Regions from separate parts of the Rattus norvegicus genome. Here region 2 is linked to region 1. Evidence: chromatin contacts called from public Hi-C data. All regions are on one chromosome and are shown on one strand. Each heading gives the region's core, a stretch centred on a gene start, on an enhancer-like site or on the middle of the called end of the contact. The rest is flanking DNA. Distances are from core to core; before and after follow the strand shown.

Region 1 (6,711 bases), core at 1,243-3,742:
GCAGGCACACACCAGGCTTTTGGAGGTAGAGGCTCAAACTAAAGAGCAGTCTCAGCACAACTTGACAGCTGGGGTAAACTGAGGCTGGAGTTCCTCGGGTTAGGGGCCTGAACAAGATCCTGGGTCAGTACTCTTTCCTATCTCTGTCTCACACTGGTAGGCAGGTGTAATGTTTTCAGGGCCATCGTTACCTGGCTGTGACAACTCTCTTCCTGATCCACCAGCCTGATAGGAAGCTCTAGAAGGGGCTCTGTTATTTCAGGCTGGCCCTGGGGAAGGCTCCCTACAGCCACTCCTCGTAGCAGAGGGAGTTTCATGGGTTTAGGGTACATGGTCCCTTTCCCTGTCTCTCTCCCATCTCACCATCAGCTGGGCAGTGTACCTGAGAAAACTCAGAGGGAGAGGTCTACCCTTGTCTGCTAGTGGGGGTTGGTCAGAGGTCCTCCTGCTGGCCAGTGGGCTGTGTAGTGTAGAGCCAGGCCCTTTCTCTGCCTGGCCTTCAGATGAGCAGACAGGATACACTCATGGTTCTGGGATGTCACCTTGTGAGGGAGGTCTGTGCCCCAAAGTTAAGGTGTCCATTTATAGAGGGAGATGGCCCAACAAGGATGGTACTGGCTATCTTGTGGTCTGTTTACTTCAGTGGACAGATGAAGGGGTGCTGGGCACGAAATCTGCTAGGTGCACCATTTCCTGGCACTGCCTGTCAGATCCTAAGGAGAGAGTCTCGGATAAGTTATTTGGGGCCTGTGTGTTGGGAGAGTTGTGGCTGAGATCTAAAGCCTCCAGGGGTGGCCTTGAAGCCTCATAGACCTTATGGCTGGCTTGATGGCTCTGAGGCTTTGAGTTAGTACATGAACCATGGTCCTTTTCCTCTGACATAGGCCATAGGGTGTGGGGAGGACATGGTGGGGTCAGACTCCAGAGCTTTGCCTTGCCAGAGCCATGGTCTTAGCACATGCAGCTTATGCAAACAGGGAGTGGGGGAGCAGGCTATAGAGCCCCCAGGAGAACCCTAGGCTCTCCACGTCTCAGGCCAGAGCCTCAAAGTATCAAAGCAAAGCCTTAGTGGCCTAGAGGTTAAGTGATCCCTAAGCTGTCTAGTTTGCACCCCATGTCTGTAACCAAGAGGAAGTGGAAGCAGCAGGAATGCCGGAATCCAGCCAGGCCATGTCCCAACAGGTCTGGGAGGGTTGGGCTTCATGGGCTCTGAGCACAGCGGTAGCTAAGCAGCCTCAATAAACAGTACAAACACACAAGTGCCCCCAAGTGTGTGCGTGCTCCTGGTCACATGTGTGCCTGGGCTGAGGCCACAGTGTTTCACATCATAGATAGGCACCATGTCCCTTTCCAATCTGGTCCCACAGAGGCCTGGGATGTGTTCTGTCAGCCACCAAACACTTGCTCCATACCTGGTGAGCCACACACACATTATCCCCTTTAGACCCTATCTCCCTGGATGCAGGTACCCTTAGTACCCATTCTCACAGGAGGGGAAACTGAGGCTCTGAAAGTTGTACAACCCCAAGGGCAAGGGCAAAACCAGGCTTCAAACTGAGCTCCATCTCACCATGGAATCATCTCAGCACTTTTGGGGTGTGTGCATGTGAGTAGTCCTGGTCAGGACATGTGCACACATTTGCAGAGATGGGTGCTTTGCTGGCAATCTGTGTCTGTAGGATGCCTCCACTAAAACATGTATGCTTACATCATTCATAGAACCCATATGTGTGTGCTTGCATATGCGTGTGTATACACGTGTAAGAACACGTGTGCAATGCATACCTGTGTTCACTAGTGCAAGTGTGTGATATGTATGTACAGTGCCATGTGGTTCTCTCAAAATGCTGACCTCCCGGGGTTGGGGATTTGGCTCAGTGGTAAAGCGCTTGCCTAGCAAGCGCAAGGCCCTGGGTTCGATCCCCAGCTCCGAAAAAAAAAATGCTGACCTCCTGTCAGCCCACGTGTCTTCTCTCCTTGGCTTGGGACACAAGTGGAATATGTTAATGTTTCATGTCGGGCTACCAGACTGGCACCACATGGGTGTGTGGTGGCCTTGTAGATGGCACAGGAGCTTTTGGGAGTCCACAGCTTGGTGGGAATGGGGTTGGGCCAGAAAGGGCAGATGTGTAGAAGAAAGGGAATTCTCAGCCTCCAACCAGGGACAGAAATCCATAAGAGACTCCATTATGGAGCTCCAAACCTGTACCCTTTACCCCTCTCTCTCTCTCAGGATTCAGCCTCAGAACCTCAGACGATTCTCTGTGATGCTGCAGGGGGTCCAGGGTCAGGGCACCTGTGGGCTCTCTCAGCACAGATCTCTGCCAGACAATCCCCCTTGGTACTGGGAGGAGAGAAGGGAGAGGGGGACCCCAAATGGTGCTAATCCTCCTCTGTGGCTCACAGAACAAGGGCAGAAGGGTGTTGTCCTAGTCCCTAGACAGCAGGAATGCACTCTTGCTCACTGTGCTGGTGCAGATGGGGTGATGAGCAGCAGGGGGCGCTCGGAGCTTGCAGATTGTAGATACAGCCTCACAGGCAGGCAGGGGAAAGGAGGGTAGGACTGTGTGTGTGTGTGTGTGAGAGACAGAGAGACAGAGAGACAGAGAGACAGATATAGAGGGACATAGATGTGTGTGTGTGTGAGAGAGAGACAGAGACTGAGAGACAGATATAGAGGGACACAGATGTGTGTGTGTGTGAGAGAGAGACAGAGACAGAGAGAAAGACAGAGACAGAAAGACAGAGACAGAGACAGAAAGACAGAGAGAGACAGAGACAGAAAGACAGAGGCAGAGGGAAACAGATGTGTGTATGCATGTGTGTGTGTGTGTGTGTGTGAGAGAGAGAGAGACAGAGAGAGACAGAGAGAGACAGAGAGACAGAGAGCAAGGTAGAGAGAGACAGACAGAGACAGAGAGAGACAGAGGGAAACAGACAGATGTGTGTGCATGTATGTGAATATGTGTGTGTGTGTGTGTGTGTGTGTGTGTGTGAGAGAGAGAGAGAGAGAGAGAGAGAGAGAGAGAGATTGGGGTGTCCATACCCTGGCTCTGTTTGCTTTCCTTTGGACCAAAATTGAGTGGCTATTGTGACGGCCACCAGATTGAGATATCATAGCAGACACCCTGAAAGCTTAAAAAAATGGAAGCAAGCCAGCAGAGGAGGGCGATCTTTTATGTCTAAGTGGAGGCTCTGGCAGGGGACCTGGAGACATTTCTCACATTCTCTCCACCCCTCCCCCTGCAGGTCCAGAGTCAGACACCTCGTCAGAATGCCATCCAGCCTTCGATATTCAGCTGCCCCAGATGGAGGGAGGAGATTGTGCTCTCTCTAGTCCCATGACCTCAAGTCCAAGTAGCACCACGGTTTTCCCTGCTCAATCCTGCCTCCTTCAGTTCTGGGGTGACTTTCTGTGCTTTCTAATCCTAGGAAGTGACAGGCAGTCCCCCTTCACCTCTGTGTCTTAGTGAACTCCCCATCAGCCCTCTGTGGGAAATCCCAAGTGTGGTTCTCCTTTAAAATATTTTTACCAGCACATATTAATCATACCCAACAATGGGTTTCATTACGTTTTCACACGTGCATTGATTTTGATCATAATAATTTTCTTCTCAGGTAGCTCCCTTCCACTTTCAGATCCCCTCCCCCTTTTCTGAGACAGGGTCTTACTGTGTAGCCTCGGTTGGCCTAGAACTTTCTATCTAGACCAGGTTGGCCTCAACACAAAGACTGCCTCTGCCTCCCTAGTGCTGAAATCGAGGGCGTGTGCTGCCACATCCAGGTTTATGACAGGATCTCCAGGGGCCCAAACCTATGCTGACTCTGTGCAGGCAGTCACAGCCGGTGTGAATTCGTGAGTACAGCAGCCACATCGCGCCAAGAAGTCAGCCCTCACCCAATTCCCCATTTTCCCTAGGCCCTTACATTGTTTCTACTCTTCCTTTTCTCCAAGATGTTTCTTGAGTCTTGGAAGGGATGACACAGACGTCCCATTTATGGATGAGTGTCTGATGATCATTTCTTGTCTCTGTTTTCGACCAGGTATCAATCTATACAGCCACTGCTGATCACTAGAGTCGACAGGAGCAGTATTCTATGGACACAGAAGGCTCTTCTTGACCACATCATGCCTATTTAGCAAGCCAACAGCAATAGTTTCCCCCACTAGGGTCTATGATCTCTTCGGCCACGGGCTTCTGACTGAGTTCGCAGTATCAGATGTCAATTCTCTCTGGTGGCGTGGGCCTCAGATCCGATCTAGCACGGTTCCTTATTTTGTCTGGATACCAACCAAAGCACAAGAAAGGGATCAGAAGGCTGTGCAGGCTATGCTGCTGCGTGCTGGGTGCACAACCCAGAGATGAACAGGGGACAGTGGAGTCTCAGAGGGGGATGGTACCTGGACAGGCGTGTCTATGGGGAGACGATGTTACTCCAGACTTGACCCTTAGGAAACAGATAGGCAGGGGAAGGGTTTCAGGTGAGTCACCACTGTAGCCACTGTAAGGTCTGGGCGTTGTGGCAGCCATTCAGTGGATGGTGTTGGGGAGGAAGCAGCGCAGGGAGGAGAGGGGCGTCGGTCCTAAGAGACTCTCAGAACTGAGGTCTAAAGTTGGAGCCACGTATATGTAGTTCTGAGGCTGGCATTTAGCTCTTCCAAGCTCATCCCTAGCTGCTTTCTTTCTGCCTTTCCTGGAGGCTCCAGAGACATGCTGGTTTTGCCTCTGCCAGGAGAGGGCAGTGGTGGCTGCTACTCTGGTTGTCTGGGCGGGTAAACCTTTTTCCACTGGAGAGCAAGGGTGACTGCTTGAGAGAGAAGGGGCCATTTCTCTGACCCTCGCTTTCTCTAACTATATCTCCAAGAATGAACAGGTAGGCTTAATCGCTCCGACGGACAGGCTCCTGAGGCCTGATAGAAAGCCCATCTCACCTCCACTGGGGATTCGGAAAGCCGGTTAAGGCTTGTGGTGGCTGTTAGCAGCATTATTAAGCAACCGTTCTGTGCCAGGCACCGTACTGGATTCTTTTCTCATGCGTCATCTTAAAAAAAAAAAAAGAGAAGAAGATTTATTTTTATTTTATGCATGTGGGCGTCTTGACCGCGTGCGCGTCTGTGCGTCACGGAAGCCAGAAGGAAGAGCGTTTCACGTTTCCCTAGACCTGGAGTTAGAGATAGTTGTGAGCGGCTCCTCGTGGGCGGCTCCAACTTGGGTAGGAATCCAACCTGGTTCCTCTGCTAAGAGCAGCGGCGAGCGCTCTGGATCGCTGCACCATCTCTCCAGCCCTCGAGTCTCAGTTTTTAAAAGCCTTACAACAAACTATGCAAGTGTAATTCAGCTCTCGGAGAACGACCCAACCCCTCCCATCCAGTGCCGGGATACGATCAACTCGGTTACTATGGGCGCAGCCCCCTTGGGAGGGGTGCGCCACCCCCGGAACTCAGATAACCGAAAGCTCAAGGTGCCAACTGGTATGCTGAACTCGCCATACCTGAAACGCTGGGTATTTCAGCCTAAGAAGATTAGGTATTGACGAGTGATATTTGGGAAGGGGTTTTGTGAAGGACCCTTTCCTGCCATAGCCTGTAACTAGGCACTGCGATGGTGGCAATGGTTCAAAATAAACAGCTTACCCATCAGTCCCATCTTCCCCTTGCTCCCTGCACCCATAGGTCTCCGAGGGACTCATAAGGCCCCAGGATTTCCCTGTCAATCTGCTGTGTCAGCATGGTTCCTAGCATAGCTGAAGGCCCCACCACATCAACCCAGATGGATGGTAGGGGCGTCTTTAGCTCCCCCCTCATACAGAGACTTCACCTTCAGTGTCATTAAAACTCTCAGGAATGTCACAAGCCTGAGACCCCACAAAGCAATCACAATAGAGAGAACTTGGCACAATGGGGTCAGGCAGGGTAGGGACATGCGTGGATCCTGGCGTCTGCTCCAGGCAGACAAGACCCTCTTCCTCTCTCTCCTCACCAAACACGCTCCACGATGGCACTCTCTGCGGTTCTCAACAGCTACGGCCCCTGGCTCTCACCACCCACTTGTTCCGTCTTCCAGAATTTGGCACGCGCCAACAACATCCTAGACTCCCAGGGGACGCCAGGCTGCAGTCTGTGCTTTTGGGCTGTATCCTGGTGAGCACTTCAGGGACCCCCACACATTACAGAAGCTCATAGTTTTCCTCGTTCACCTTCAGGAGCCCTGCTGGTCGCTGGGCAGTCTTGGCCCAGCAAGGTCACTCTCTGTGTCTTCTGTGTCACTTCTAGTGCTCCTTTGACTTGGCCTCCCTTCTTCCGGGAACCCCCTGTGACAGACTTTGCACTGCATTGCAGCCTCCACTGTGATGCGGGTGTCAGTCGAGTCATCTCTGGTTTGCCTCTTTCTGCTTCTGCTTGTGTATGGGTCCCCTCCAGCAGGAGCAGAGATCCCCAATCTTAAGGACATGCCTCTTTTATGTGTGTCCCTCAGATTTGAACTTGCCAGAACTGGCATGAGGGAAGGCAGTCTCACTAAACCTCAGCCTGCTGGGCCTGCCTGGATGCTGGATGAGGACTCAGGCAGACACCTCCTCTGGAGCCTCAGGGGGCACTGGCCTCTGCGCGCTAACCACCAGGCTGACCCGAGGACTCAGCTTGTGGTACCTGTCCAGCTCCACCCACCTTTTGTGACTTAGTCCACCCTTCCGCCCGCACCGACTATAGCC
Region 2 (6,944 bases), core at 1,027-3,526, 650 kb after region 1:
CCATGCAGACTAGGCATTCCTTTGCTCTGTCCCCTCTCCCTCAGAACCCTTTTCTAGGTGACTCTTAGCAAACCTCTTAGGACCTGTGTCCCCTGACACTTGATATTATCACTGTATCTGACATTCATTTCTTAGTAGGTGCAGAAGTCAAGGCCAGAGTCCTTCTGGATCTCATCTCCCGTGCCAGACCCGAGCAAAGTCAGACCACAGGGGACACAGATCTGTTCACGGGAAAATGGCCGGGGACTGGGAAGGAACAGACACATGCTAGCGTTCAGGACTTTACTAATCACAAGGACCAGAGCCCTGCTCTTAATCCCAGCCGATTCCCAAAGAGTCTCTGTGTGACACACACACACACACACATACACACACACACACACACACACCCGTGAGTCTCTTCCTCACAAGGCCAGGCTGTGAGGTAGGGGCCAGCAGTGAGGTGGGGGCCATTCTGCCAGACTCTGGTGCCCATTGCAGGGCGGGGGTGGGTATGAGAGCAATGGGGAAATACTAAATGGAAGACTAGGCCAATGTGGCCTAAGTTCATCAGGAGAGAGGCGCTAATCCAGGCCCAGACTCGGGGCTTCCTCCTAGCTCTCTCTGACTCTCAAGTTTCTGCAGCCCCACAGGCAGGGACTACAAGGCAAAATGGAGAGAGGCTACCTGGGAACTGTGCAGGGACTGAAGTCCTTTCTGTTCCCTTCCAGCTGAAGAGGGCTAAGCAGCCAAGTCCTCAGAGCTGAACCCTCAGCCCAGAGGACTGTCAGGGAAAGAATACTTCTGCAGACCCCAAACCTACCCAGAAAGCTGTCAAGCCCTGCTAGCAGGTACACACAGGGGGAAGGGTGGAAGGGGGGAGATAGCCTAGGGCTCAGTTGTCGCAAGAGGGTGTGGAGTGCTTTTAGGCAACAGTGGAGAAAGGATGGGGTGACTTGCTCTGGGGACAGAGGAGGGCGTGTCAGAAAAAAAACTGAAGGCGTCCTGACCCTGGGGCTGAGTGGGAGCTGGGGCAGATCAGGCACCGCCCAGACGCTGAGGCCTCCTGCCCCCGCCCAGCTGGCTGCTGGTTCCCATCACACCCTGGGCAGTAAAACTTGATTTTATGATTGCTGTGGGGGTTGCTGCTTTCCTGGTTTGGGGGTGGGGGTGGGGGGTTAGTTGTGTCTGCAGATCTGTGCAGATGTGTCTGTAACGATGTGTATCTGAGCGTGTGTGCGTGTCTGAGGTTCTCAGTGGGGGGGGGTGTTTGTGTTTGTGGGGCTGTATCTGTGTGAGAGAGAGTCATACCTAACATTTCTTGAAGATTTGCCAATTACCAGACACTTTCTTTACCTTCATAGGAATCTACAGGAAAAAGAGAAAGGTCTTCTGTCTCTCCCTGTGTTATGGGCCTCCTGTACTTGTATAGAGCATATGACAATAGGGGCCTGCCGTCTGCACTTGCCTGGGACTCTGTGCTGATGAGCCTGTGTGTGTGTATCAGTGTAGGCCAGAGAAGGCTGGCCAACATCTGGGGTCACTAGAGTTCTAGGAACATAAACTTCTTGGTACAGTGTCTATTTTCTGAAGCAGAAAGTAGTCGGTGGTGTGGCTGTCTGGGGACAGAAAACTTTAGCCAAGGAGACTATGCCAGGGTTCAACCAGCACAGTCTGGGAAACAAGGGAGTCTGTCCCCTTTGAGAAGGTAATGAGTACCCCAATGTCACTACCCGGAAAGGATCCAGAGGGGTGCTGTGAGGACTCTGACACCCCCCCCCCCATTCAGGTCAGGATCTCCTGGGGAAGCAGGCCTTAACCAGAGGGTGTCTCGAGCACAGTAAGGACTCAGAGCCCCCAAGTGGGACAGGGCCTCCTGGGGACGTGAGGTTGCACTAATCAGTGATGTTGTGGACACCTAAGAACCCAGAGCCCCCATGTGGTGCAGGGCCTCCTGGAGACTTGGAGTAGCCCTCACCAGCGGGGTTTGTAGCAGAAAGGACTACAGAAGCAGCTCTCCGCTCAACTCCCTAGCCCCACGCTGCTCCCTGCAGCCGCCCCAGGAAGGCAGAGTCCTGCAAGATCTGCAGGTCCCCAGGGTCGGGGGTCTGTCGAGGGGCTCAGGAGCTGGGAACCAGAGACCGCATGCCGCGGAGGGGCGTGGCGGAGCGGGCCGGGTGGCAGTCACCCATTGGCTGTGCCCGAGCGCTCCCACGGCCGCCGGGGCCGGGCGGCGCCACTGCGCCGATCCGGATGACTCACCCGCCGCCGCACCCCGCTCTGGCCCTATGCCCGGCATATTCCCACTCCGGCCCGCCCGCTAAGCCGAGCCAGCCTGAGTCAGCAGGGAGCCGCCCAAGGGTGGTGGGGGTGGCGAGTCCGAACCTCTGGGGGAAGGGGAGAGTTTAACCTACCCTTGAGAGGGGTAAAGGGTTTCAGTGGCTCTGGGGAGTGGGGAAAGGGGCTTCAGTTACTTTGAAATGGGTGGGCTTGTACCGTAGGTATTCGGTCTGCCCCCTTGAGGTTTGCAGGCCCGGGCTGGCTTTCTGGAGTCTACAGATGGTTCCTTTGTGGCCGCTCCATGGCCTCAGTTTTCAGATTCACTTTGCACTCTCTACCATAACACCGACTTTCTGCCTACTTCGGAGGAATTCTCTGAGGAATTCTGCTTTGACTCTACCTCCCTCCGGGTTGCCAGGGCGCTTGTAGGTCACGCCAGATTGTATACCATAACCTAGAGTCAAGGTGTCCGTTCCAGTCTCATGGCCAGCCAGTCCTGCAAGACTCCAAAACATCTTGATGTAATCTCAAAGCACAACAACAGGGGATCACTTAAGAAGGAAAAGGACTCACAACTGCCCTGGGTACTCGGCACCAAACCCCGTGGTACATTTCAAACATCCTATCTTCCCACTGGAATGAGAACCAGGCCCACTTCACAAACTCAGCTGGAGAAGGTGGCCGTCCCAGGCCACACGAAACAAGAGAAGGAGAAGTCTAGTTTTAACCCAGGACCACAAAGCTCTATAGCACAACTCCTTCACTGCCTTGGCTGCACAGGTTCCTAGCTAGTGGTCATCTGAAGCCAGCCCATCACACTACAGCAAGCTTGGGGACACCACTCTCAGCCTTACCCTGGTTTTCCATGCCCAGGGAGGATGGAGGGAATGGAGTAGGGGACAGAAAGAAGCCCCCTCCAGCTTATGCGGTCTTTGGAGGAGATGACAGGATGTGCCCAATCTCCAGCTAGGGAGGACATATCAACTCAGCTCAGCCTATACACACACACACACACACACACACACACACACACACACACACACACACATCAGTGTCTAGAGGCCGTGTGGAAGTACATATGCACATGCATGTTCCACATGACACACAAAGGTTTTAAGAGCTGTTAGGTTCTGGACTAAGATACAAAGGGAAACCCTGATGGGAGGCAGGGACCAAGCAGAAGGGGGAGGTCGGTGGGAAAAGCGCTTGCCGAGCAAAGAACCTGAGTTCAGATCCCCAGAGCACAAATAAAAACTGGCTGTAGCAAGAGTATGTAGGGGAAGTGGAGACAAACAGCTCCCTGGAGCCCCCTGACAGCCCACCTAGCATGATTAGCAAGACCATGTTCACTGAGAAGCCTCAAAAAAAAAAAAAAAAAAAAGAGGTGGAAAGCCAGTAAAATGCCCCCTGCAAGGTTTAAGGTCCAGAGTTTAGATCCTCAGAACCTACATTAAAAAAGAAAAGAGGACAGTCTTGGTGGACTATGTTAAGCCCAGCTCCATCAGTCCCCAGGAAGGATCCCTCCAGGCTGTGGGAAGCGGAGATCGGGGATCCGTGAGGCAAAGGGCCTGGCTGGCCTGACTGAAGCTCCATGCTCAGCAAGAGACCCCGCCTTGGTCAACAAAGTGGAGAGAAATCAAGGATGATTCGTGTTGTCAACTTCTGACTACACATGCATGTGAGTGCAGACACACACACACCTCATACACACACACATACACACACACCTCACACACACAGACCAACACACACACACATACACACCACACATACCTCACACACACAAACACACACCAACATACACACATACACACCACACACACATACACACACACCAACACATACACACCTCACACACACATACACATACCAACACATACACACCACACATACACACCACACATATACACCTCACATGCACACACACCTCACATACACACACCTCACACACACATACACACACACCAACACATACACACCACACATACACATACATACACACACACTTCACACACCAACACATGTATACCTCACACACACACATACACACACACCAACACATACACACCTCACACACACCCATCACACACACACCAACACATACTCACCTCACACACACCCATCACACACACACCAACACATACACACCTCACAGACACACACACTGCATACAAAGGTAAAGCAAAAAGTAACTAGGTGGACAGTTGAGAAAAATACCTGCCGCTGACCTCTGACTACATACACACACACACACACACACACACACACACACAGAGCCAGCAGAAGGGTGACAGACTATCGCAGTTGGAAATCACAGGAATAAACTGGTCCTGTGTCTGGCTAGATCCATTCAAGCTTCAGCCTAAAATCTTATACTCTGTTCTCCAGATAACTCACATGAGAGACCACAGCCAGCTCTTGCCTCTGGAGTGGCACACAGGTCTGCATGCACACACATACACACGTGCACACTCACACACATATACTCTTACACACACACATACATGTATACACATGCATGCACACTCGAATACAAACATACATATGTGTAACACGTGCACACACACATGCCTTTAGAAAAACCATCTGAGCACTGGCTCCCATGGGTGTCTTCACTGAACACTACATACAAAAGCCACATATGTCTTTGGGGGGGGAAAGGCACACAGGACAGTCCTTTGGGTACTTGGCCTTCCACAGACCAGCATCCATTCCAGACCTTCACATAATACCCACTATGCCTTGCCTAGACCCATTGGTGCCTGGGTACAGCACAGGAAGACTACAGACACACATGTGAACCAAGTGCATGGACAGTCACAAAGATGAGTGGGCATAGACTGCAGACGTGAAGCCTTTCATCCCCACACACAAGGGATCCCTACAGGACACACTGCTGCCCCCACAACCTTTCTTCCATCTTGCCAAAGCAGAGCCCAGACTTGCCCCATCACCTCTCTTCCCTCCCTGCTGGAGACAGGCCTGCCCTACCTGCCCCGGCCTGCTTGGGTGGGGCCCCACCTGCTCTCAGGACCAGCTGCCAGCTCAGCACTGGGCAGGCTGCCCAAGCTCCAGCTTGTCGCCAGTCCCACCCCCTCCTCTGCCTGCCACCTCAGCATCTGGCCTGGGCCAGATGGGCTGGCCCTTGTCAGCAGGCCAGTGGTGGGAGGGGAAACAGTCCTTGACAGCAGGGTTGGGGGCCTGAAGGAGAAGCCATGCTGACTAGCCCCACAGGAAGGAGCCACTCAGCTCAGAACTCCCCTATCCCTGAGGCCTTCCTTTTCTTCTGATTGACCCCTCTCCACTAATGCTGATTCCCCCACCCCAGTCTCAAGAAGCTCCCTGGTAACAGAAAACAAACACTCAAAGCTATGCTAAGCCTAGGAGACATCCCTCCAGAAGCAATGTCCTGTCCCAGACCAGCAGCCGCTGGACCAGGAAAAGGAGAAGCATAGAGTCATGAGAACCAAGGCACTGTAACAGGTCTGCTGAGACCTGCTGCCCAAGAAGTTGGCCATGAAGAAATCCTAAGAATAACAAAAAAAAGTGTTCTTGGGAAGATGACTTAATGGGTAAAATTAACCCCCGAGACCGACCGACCTCCCTCTCTCTCTCTCTCTCTCTCTCTCTCTCTCTCTCTCTCTTCCCTCTCAGACACAGATATCATATACACACTCACACATATACACTTACATACACACATACATACTCCCACACACATAAACACACACTCATACATACATATATACACACACTCACATACATACATATATACACACACTCACTTGCATACACATATACACATGCTCACACACATATACACACCATATACAAACATACACAGTCTCAATACACATATATACATTATATACACATGCATATGCACACATATACACACATATATACATAACACATATACACAGTCACACATATATATTCACACATACATATATACACACTCACATGTACATATATATACACACTCATACATACACACCCTCACACACACACACACGCACACACACACAATAACAGAATGATAGAAGAGGAATCAGAAAGGGCTGGGTTCAAGATTCAAGAAATGGGGCTGGAGATATGGCTCAGTTGTTGCTCTTCCAGAGGACCAGAGTTCAGTTCCCAGTGCAGACATCAAGCAGCTCTCAATCACTAGTTCCAGGAGATCCAACAGCCCTATTCTGGCCTCCATGGGCACATGTGCATGTGTGCACGCGCGCACTCACACACACGTACATACATGTACATACATAGCACACTCACATACACATGCATATACACACACTCACACACATATACATACACATACACACATTCATACATTCATACTCTCACATACACACACATTCACACATGTACATTCATATACACATACTCATACATGCATGTACACACATATACACACACACACGTACATACATTCATACATTCATACTCTCACACACATACACACACCCACATACACACAGGCACACACATATACACACACTCATACACATGCACACAAATACACATTCACACGTGTGCATGTGCACACATACACACACATGCACTTACACACACACAAACACGTTTTTCAAGAGTCAGGAAAGTCCCTTGAACAGCACTAGGTAACAGTGTGAGGCTCCTCTGCCCTCCACAGTGCTGACTGTCAGTCAAGCAACACAGTG

What was found. Hi-C and Micro-C count contacts between places; a contact is called where the count stands out from the background.
Region 2: a Hi-C map of the A7r5 cell line shows a contact between it and region 1, with 4 times the contacts expected there. The contact joins two enhancer-like sites. A contact is called at or near these places in 12 of 12 Hi-C or Micro-C datasets (the A7r5 cell line, the Rat2 cell line, Schwann cells and 7 more) and 1 of 1 datasets of contacts at active chromatin or transcription factors (oligodendrocytes).

Annotation. Positions count from the first base shown.
Region 1 is chr7:134,332,424-134,339,134 of GRCr8, forward strand. No RefSeq gene overlaps it. Among named protein-coding and RNA genes, the nearest start is that of Krt80, 28 kb to the right of the region's middle. Within about 2 kb of position 2,493, at least 3 of the 93 cell types and tissues checked have an H3K27ac peak or open chromatin away from gene starts, as enhancers often do. A contact at or near this core is called in the A7r5 cell line, where this site is marked.
Region 2 is chr7:134,980,360-134,987,303 of GRCr8, forward strand. No RefSeq gene overlaps it. Among named protein-coding and RNA genes, the nearest start is that of Krt78, 23 kb to the left of the region's middle. Within about 2 kb of position 2,277, at least 70 of the 93 cell types and tissues checked have an H3K27ac peak or open chromatin away from gene starts, as enhancers often do. A contact at or near this core is called in the A7r5 cell line, where this site is marked.